Linked DNA regions of Mus musculus: region 1 is linked to region 2. Evidence: chromatin contacts called from public promoter capture Hi-C data. All regions are on one chromosome and are shown on one strand. Each heading gives the region's core, a stretch centred on a gene start, on an enhancer-like site or on the middle of the called end of the contact. The rest is flanking DNA. Distances are from core to core; before and after follow the strand shown.

Region 1 (3,210 bases), core at 176-2,675, 310 kb before region 2:
GCAACTACACAAGATCTAAGCCCAGTTCCAGCAGAGTCTGCTGGGCAACAGTCTGCTTCCTCAGGCTGTGTTCCCAGGCAGGAGTTAGTAGGACCACAGAAAGGCGCCATCTAAGGACCATGAAAGAAACAACCACACATTCCAATGCAGCATCCATTTGATTAAGTCAAAATGAAGTAAAGGCCTTTCTTACAGAGGCATGCTGTTCTTGTAGAAACATAAGCAATGTATGAGAAGATAAAGAACAAAGTCTTAGCGGCTCTCGCTGGTAAGTTTGTGTTCTGGGATAATCACCACTTTGTCTCCTTCTGAAATCTTCTATACATATACTGTGTGTGTGTGTGTGTGTGTGTGTGTGTGTGTGTATGTGCACATGTATCTATACCCTTACCCTTTACAGTGTTATGAATTTCTCTGTTTTTTTCCTCACCTTTTTGGTGGCTGATGCTTGAGACAGGGTCTCAATATTTAGACCAGGCTAGCCTAGAATTCAGTATATAATTCAAGCTGGCTTCAGTTTTGCTCTGATCCTTCTGTTTTTGTCTCCTAGGTGTTGGGATGACAGGCATGTGCCACCACACCCATCCTGTTCTTTCATGTCTCCATGTTCAAAGCAAAAGTCCAGGAGCAACGAGAGAGAAGTGGAAAGAGAGGCACACTGTGGGCATCTCTCCACCCTATGGCAGTTGCTCCTATTCACTCATGCTACTTAAGGACCTACCTTAAAACCTTCTATGATCTTATTCTTACATAAATACAACAGAACCACAAGGGGTTAACCGACTTGTCCATAGTGAACTGAGTTCTGAAGTTTCTGACTCTGACTGTCCTCAAGGTCCATACTATCTGGCCTTCATGGGGTGTCTCCAATGGCATCATTGTCCCAGAGTACATTGAATATGGAAGGAGATCTCCAAAGTCTTGTATGGGGCTGATAATGTGCCTGCCTGTGTGTGTGTGTGTGTGTGTGTGTGTGTGTGTGTGTGTTTTCTGTTTTGTTCAGAGGAGCAATTATGTAGTTGTCTGCAGACATAAAAATCTGCTAAAGAATAGATTCGGTATTTACTGACTTCTGCATGTTAAGAATGCCTTAGGGAAAAAAATACAGCCCTCAGATGTAAGAGCAGGAGTCAGCATGGCGCAGGTCAGCATGCAGCAGCTGAGGTGCAGGGATGAAGGTGGCCCAGAGAGATCACTGGTCATCCTAGAAGGCCTCTCTGAACCTCCCCTACAATGCAGCTAAGACAAACTCCTCTTACAGAGCCCCTTGGGAAAGAAGTGCTTCTGTACAGCAATTGGCTACGAGGCTTGCTGTCAGCCAGGAGGCAGGGAGCTGGCTGATTTCCTGGGAATATGCTAGGCAGATCCTGGGTTGGGAGGTCAAGGTGAAAGCCAGGCTGGGTAAAGTCCTAGGCAGAGAAGGACACCCACTCAGTTATGCAATTGGCCTTCCCTGGCAGTGGTTCCCACCCTCCCCGTTCAACCCTCCCTCTGCTATGGCCTGTTCCATTTCCGAGAAGAGGCCACATAAGGAAGCAGATTTGGCCATCTTGTCTGCCACCTCCTCCGCTCTAGTCTTCCCTCCCAGCTCAAAGAATAAGGCATAAAAGATTTTGTTTAATTATTACTTTTTAAAGCCTTTAATAAAATGAGTTCTTTGCTATGTCTCCCTGGCTATTCTAGAGTAACCGAGAGTGTGCCTCATATAAACATCTAACGTCCCAAATGCTCTTTCTAGCAGAAGAGGTGCCAACCTTAACCACCCAGAAAGAAAAACACCGTCTTTCTTCCCAATAATTAACTCTGTCTCTCAGTTGTCTCAGACAACCTGCTCTTTGCTTAGCACAGAACCAAGGCGTCAGAGAACATGATCCCCTAACTCCGGCAGCTTACAGTCAAGAGACGCAGCCAAGTGACTCACGCCACCATCTTTCGGGTATATATCAGGTTACACTGTTTTTTTTTTTTTTTTTTTTTTTTCTCTCCCTTGTGATGATCTAAGGCTACATGCTGGACTCCAGTGAGCCTTCCCTGCCTCATCTACAAGGTAGAAATCAGAAGAGAGTAGACCTGAGGGCTCAGTGTGAGGACCAGGATCCACGTGCTGCTCAGAAGGGCATCTGTCCTGTGCCACATGCCCAGTAGTTGTCAACCATCGTGATTATGCTAGAACAGATATGGAAAAAGGCTATGGATGCAGACAAGAGGGAGAAAAAAGAAGGGTGGGCATGCGCTGTCAACAGTCTCCACAGTTGTTCTGAAAGGTGTACCATAAAACAAAAAAGCACCTAAAATGGCCGCAGAATGGTCAGCCAGCCAACCAGTCACAGCATGTTCTGGAGGTCAGAACGGGCAAAGCTGAGAGAGAACACCTACCGTTGGGGGTAGATTGCATCATTCCCTTGACTTACCCTCCCCCACAGGGTTCTGCCCCGCTGCAGAATGGCAAAGCATCTTGCCCAGAACTGACTCTACCAGAAGGAACAATACTAGTTTGGTCAGTAAGCCTCTATGCCTGGACACTCAAGCAGATGGTTCCTGCCCTGTTGACTTACAGCTGCTCAGCTTCCATGAATGACTTCCTGCCTTCCCTGGAGAACTCTCTTTTCTCTCAGAAAAGTGTCCTTGCTTCTTGACCCCAGGGAACAGCAACCCAGCTTCAACACCCAGCCTGTGACCTCGGACGTGTTGTTCATCTATCCAGCTCCTATATGAAACCATCTGTGCCTCGTTTTGACTGCACTTCTGATTTTTCTTTCTCAAGAGGTAGAAATGGTGTCTACTCCCTCGGACCATGCCAGTTAATAACTTTTAGGACAAAGGCCTGACAGACAGACAGTGCCCCATGAGTGACAATCATGATTCACTAGGTGATACCCCATCTTGGAGTCCATTTGAGGATATGTGTGGTAAAATGGCAGCAGGTAGGACCTAGTGAAATAGAACAAACAGAAATAAATGTTCAAGGTCAACACCAGAAAGTCAACAAGGTCAATCAATGTAACTTTTTCAAGCCAAGGTCTGAGTTGGGCAAGTTCTAAGAATTGAGGCCTGTGTTGTTTGAGCCACCCCCCGCAAGGTTTGCCTTGGTTTGTAACAAGCTCCAGACAGCCACTGGCTGTCCCTTGGCCTCTCTGGAGAAGTACTTCATGCCCTGTCCTACCAGAGGTTCACCAAAGATCTTGCATACACCCCTAAGTTCCCACAGGG
Region 2 (3,618 bases), core at 898-3,397:
AAAACTGATCACTGTAGTCTTTGGCTTGGCATGATCTTGCCCGTGCCAGGCAAGACCTGTGCCCAGTTTTTCTGAACATGAGATTCCAAAGAGCACTGCTGTTGTGATTTTCCTTTAGGAAAAGCCCCACTGTGACAGACCCAAGAAAAGATTCCAAGCAAGTCTCACTTAGTGAACTAGTAAGGTTACTGGGCCTTACTAGCATGCATGGTGGGCCACAAAAAAGACTCCTGGCAGCTCCTGACATGACTTGCAGGGTACTCAGCCTGTAGAAGAGTCTCCTTCTACCCAGTAATTGTTACCAGTTATTTAACCTTGAGGAGGGGCCTTGTGAACCTAGTAACTTTCAGGAGTTTCCTGAGTGCTATGAGTTCTCTGTTGACTTCCCAAGTCTTTCATGATTCTCTCCACCTGGCTGACCCTCACATCATCCATACTGGTACTGGCTTTAGAGATATGGAGAGTACAAGAGTTGCAGGTTCATTTAGGCATCCACACACATTTTTATGGAAGGCCAGGGAGCTGAACTGCATGCAGTAGGAGCAAATCCCCCCCAAGAGAGCCCCTGGATGAGTAATAATGTCATGAACTGTGGATGTAGCATTTGAGCACCAGTGGATATCCCAGGATGTGGAAGATACCAGGAATGGGGGATATCTGCTAAGAAAAGCTATAGGAAATGAACAAAGTCCACCCAGGAGGCAGTCTATGTGGGCTGCTAACACCAGCCTGTGGAAGCCGGGTGGCTCAGACCTGTTGGAGTGCACACCATGATAACTAACACACACCTGACTCTGCTTTCCCAGTGCTGGAATTAAAGGAGCATACCAGTACACTCAGCTAGCTATGAAAAATATTTATTCTACAAATCAAGATGAGACAAATCTTTGGCAATAATGTCCAAAATTGGCTTACAAACTAGAAATCTTGAAAGGGGCAACAATTATTAACAAAACTGGACTGCCCAAACTTCGAGGCATGACCTCTAACCTTCCTTATTTCCCATGGGAGCAGCGCCCTTCATCCTTTTTTGGAAGTGATGCTGCTGTCAATCAAGCACAGGGCTCTGGGCTCGGCTTGGGGCTTGGGGCTTGGGGCTCGGGGCTGTAGGCTCAGGGTTTGGGACACAGAGCTCTGCACTTGAGGCCCCAGGGCTCAGGGTTCGTGGTGGGTATTCACAGAGGCACATTCCCTTGGACCGTGTGGTTGGTGCAGGGACAGACAAATACTTCTGTCCACAGTCCTCTGAGGGGCTGAAAGAAACTGTGAGGCCATACATACGTACGTACGTACATACATACATACACACATTAATTTTCCCTTTGCTTTTAGCCTGTGAGATCCACGAGATCGCACCAACTAAGGCTCTGGCAGGCTCTTTCTCCCCACTGCAACAGAAGTACTATGGAATGAGAGGAGAAGAAGGAGAAGAAAGATAGTGACTGACTGGAGACCCTGCAGCCTTTCCACTCCTTGGAAGTCCTAGTTATAAAGGAAAACAAAGAAACACAAATAGTATTTCTTTGATGTGTGCCTCCTGCGACAAAAGTGATCTGGAGAGTAAACGCACGGGTGAGAGTAAGAGAGCTGGACTTCAGGAGGGAATTGGCTGCAGGGCAGTTCATTCCATCTCCAGCCCTTCTCAGTTTCCTTCTTTAAAGAAGAGACATTGCTAAGGTACAGAGCTCAGTGGCAGAGCCCTTGACCAGCATGCATAAGGTCTTGGGTTCAACCCCGGTGACAACAGAAAACTTCAATTAAAAGCACAACTAGGTCAAGACAATCTCATAAAGAAGGGAGATCGTAGCAGTCTGTTCAGTGAATCATTGGGAGGCCTGAGATAACCCAGGGAAAGACCTTGGACAGTCACACATTCATTCATACATCTCTGTTTCCCCTACCCTTGCCTGATTCTTCCCCTCCTGGTGCCAAGGCACCTGGCTCCTCACAGAGTCCATGCCATGGCGCTTATCAATGACACCAATGAGTCCCCTGCCAGATGGCACAGGGCAACCATGAACCCTGACGCAACTCTAGCCACACTTTGATATTAAAAATAAAACTTCAGGGGACAGCATGCAATGTCGAGCTGATTTGCAGAATTGCTGTGTTTACCCTTACTTTCTATAAAGCTTCCCATTGGTTGATGCTTGGGGGGTGGGGGCCACCAAATGGTGAAGGCCACTGCCCCCCTCCTCTAACCATTAACCAGCAAGACACCAGCAAACAAGATTTAGTGGGGAGTCTCCCCGAAGCCTTACTGTACGTGTGCTAGGATTCCAGACAGCAAAGCAGAGCCAGAAGGAACAGCTGGAGCCCACAGCAGACGTGAGTCACCCCTGACAGTACTCTGTGCCTCTTGCTCCTACCAGGGTCCCTGACTCTATATCTGCTGCACTCCAGAACACAGCAGTGCCTGCTTGCTTGAGATTTTTAATAGATGAACATGAGGGTAGCTAGCTGTGTCATGAGGCGACCATGTGGAATACTTCTTCGATCCCATAGTCTGTGGTTCAGCCACTTGGTTTTGATTTCCCTTCAGCTTCTTACATTGCAGGAGGCTGTCACTGAGAGCTGGGTTTATGCTTTATTGCTACCTGTTGCCTGGTGCCTTAGCATCCAGGAATGAGAAGGAATCTCAGAGCTGAGATGGATTAGTGCCAGGCAGCACTATTGAGTAGGGTTGTAGTGCACAGGTGGTATATGCAGGGACCCTCTAAAGAGTGCCCACACCCCATGCCATAGTAACTCAGTAATGTGTAGTGGGGGGTGATACAGCTGGAGGGAGAATGACCTGCTTCTCTGTGCATCACACCACGTGCTATGATGCCTAAATCCCCGCCTGATCCAAGGCACTTCAGAGAGGCGTGGCAAGGAAGATATTACTAGGAAGAAACACATGACCTTAGTCTTTTTTGTAGGCTGGCCTTAAAGAGCCACCTTGCTGGCCACGTGGTTTTCAGTAGAGAAAGCAAGAGGTGTGACTCTGAAGGTGCACACCCCGACCTACACGGAAGCTCTACATCACCTAGCTCTGGTGTCCCATCTCTACAATGAGGTGCAGGATGCCTCGTGAAGTGAGTGTGCATAATCATGCACTGATGACAGCCACACCAGGCATTCACAACCGTCTTCTGAGGCAGGAGGATTTACTCTCCAGCCTGTAGGTTTGATACAGGGAGAATGAGGCACACAGTTGCACCCAGAAACAGCAGGAAGAGAAAGAAGGCCAAGCCAACTGTTGACTGGGGTATTCCTTCCCCAAGGGGGATTCATAGACAGGTATAGCCCGGTGCTGAAACCAAGATGAAACCAACAAGGCCGGTGGCAGAGAGAAGGGGAGAAGAAAAGCTTCCTGGAGGCAGTAACCAAGCACCTGAATCTCAAAGGCCAAGAGGGAATGAGACAGGGGAGAAAAGGAAGGGGTGGGCCTAGAGGGGAGCCCCATGGGGCAGTCAGAGGAGGGCCATCTTTATCTCCAGGTCTCAGGCCAGGACAGAGCTCAGCAAACACTAAGGGACTGTAGTGGCCTGCCATGCCTTGCCTGCCCTGCCCTGCCCTGTCCTGCCCTAACCTCTAACCTGGCTTGCAACAGAGTAAGAATGTAGTGTGCAGGGG

Evidence for each region. Promoter capture Hi-C pulls out the DNA fragments that hold promoters and counts their contacts.
Region 1: a contact with region 2 is called in a promoter capture Hi-C map of liver, with 2.6 times the contacts expected there. The contact joins the enhancer-like site here to the promoter of Serpina6 in region 2. A contact is called at or near these places in 7 of 39 promoter capture datasets (the 3T3-L1 cell line, 3T3-L1-derived adipocytes, embryonic stem cells and 3 more), 1 of 484 Hi-C or Micro-C datasets (liver) and 1 of 9 other capture datasets (liver).

What each region holds. Positions count from the first base shown.
Region 1 is chr12:103,961,721-103,964,930 of GRCm38.p6, reverse strand. No RefSeq gene overlaps it. Among named protein-coding and RNA genes, the nearest start is that of Serpina1e, 6.4 kb to the right of the region's middle. Within about 2 kb of position 1,425, at least 13 of the 459 cell types and tissues checked have an H3K27ac peak or open chromatin away from gene starts, as enhancers often do. A contact at or near this core is called in liver, where this site is marked.
Region 2 is chr12:103,655,747-103,659,364 of GRCm38.p6, reverse strand. It overlaps Serpina6 (serine (or cysteine) peptidase inhibitor, clade A, member 6), which reads left to right and starts at 2,147. Exons shown (of 5, transcript NM_007618.3): 1 at 2,147-2,328.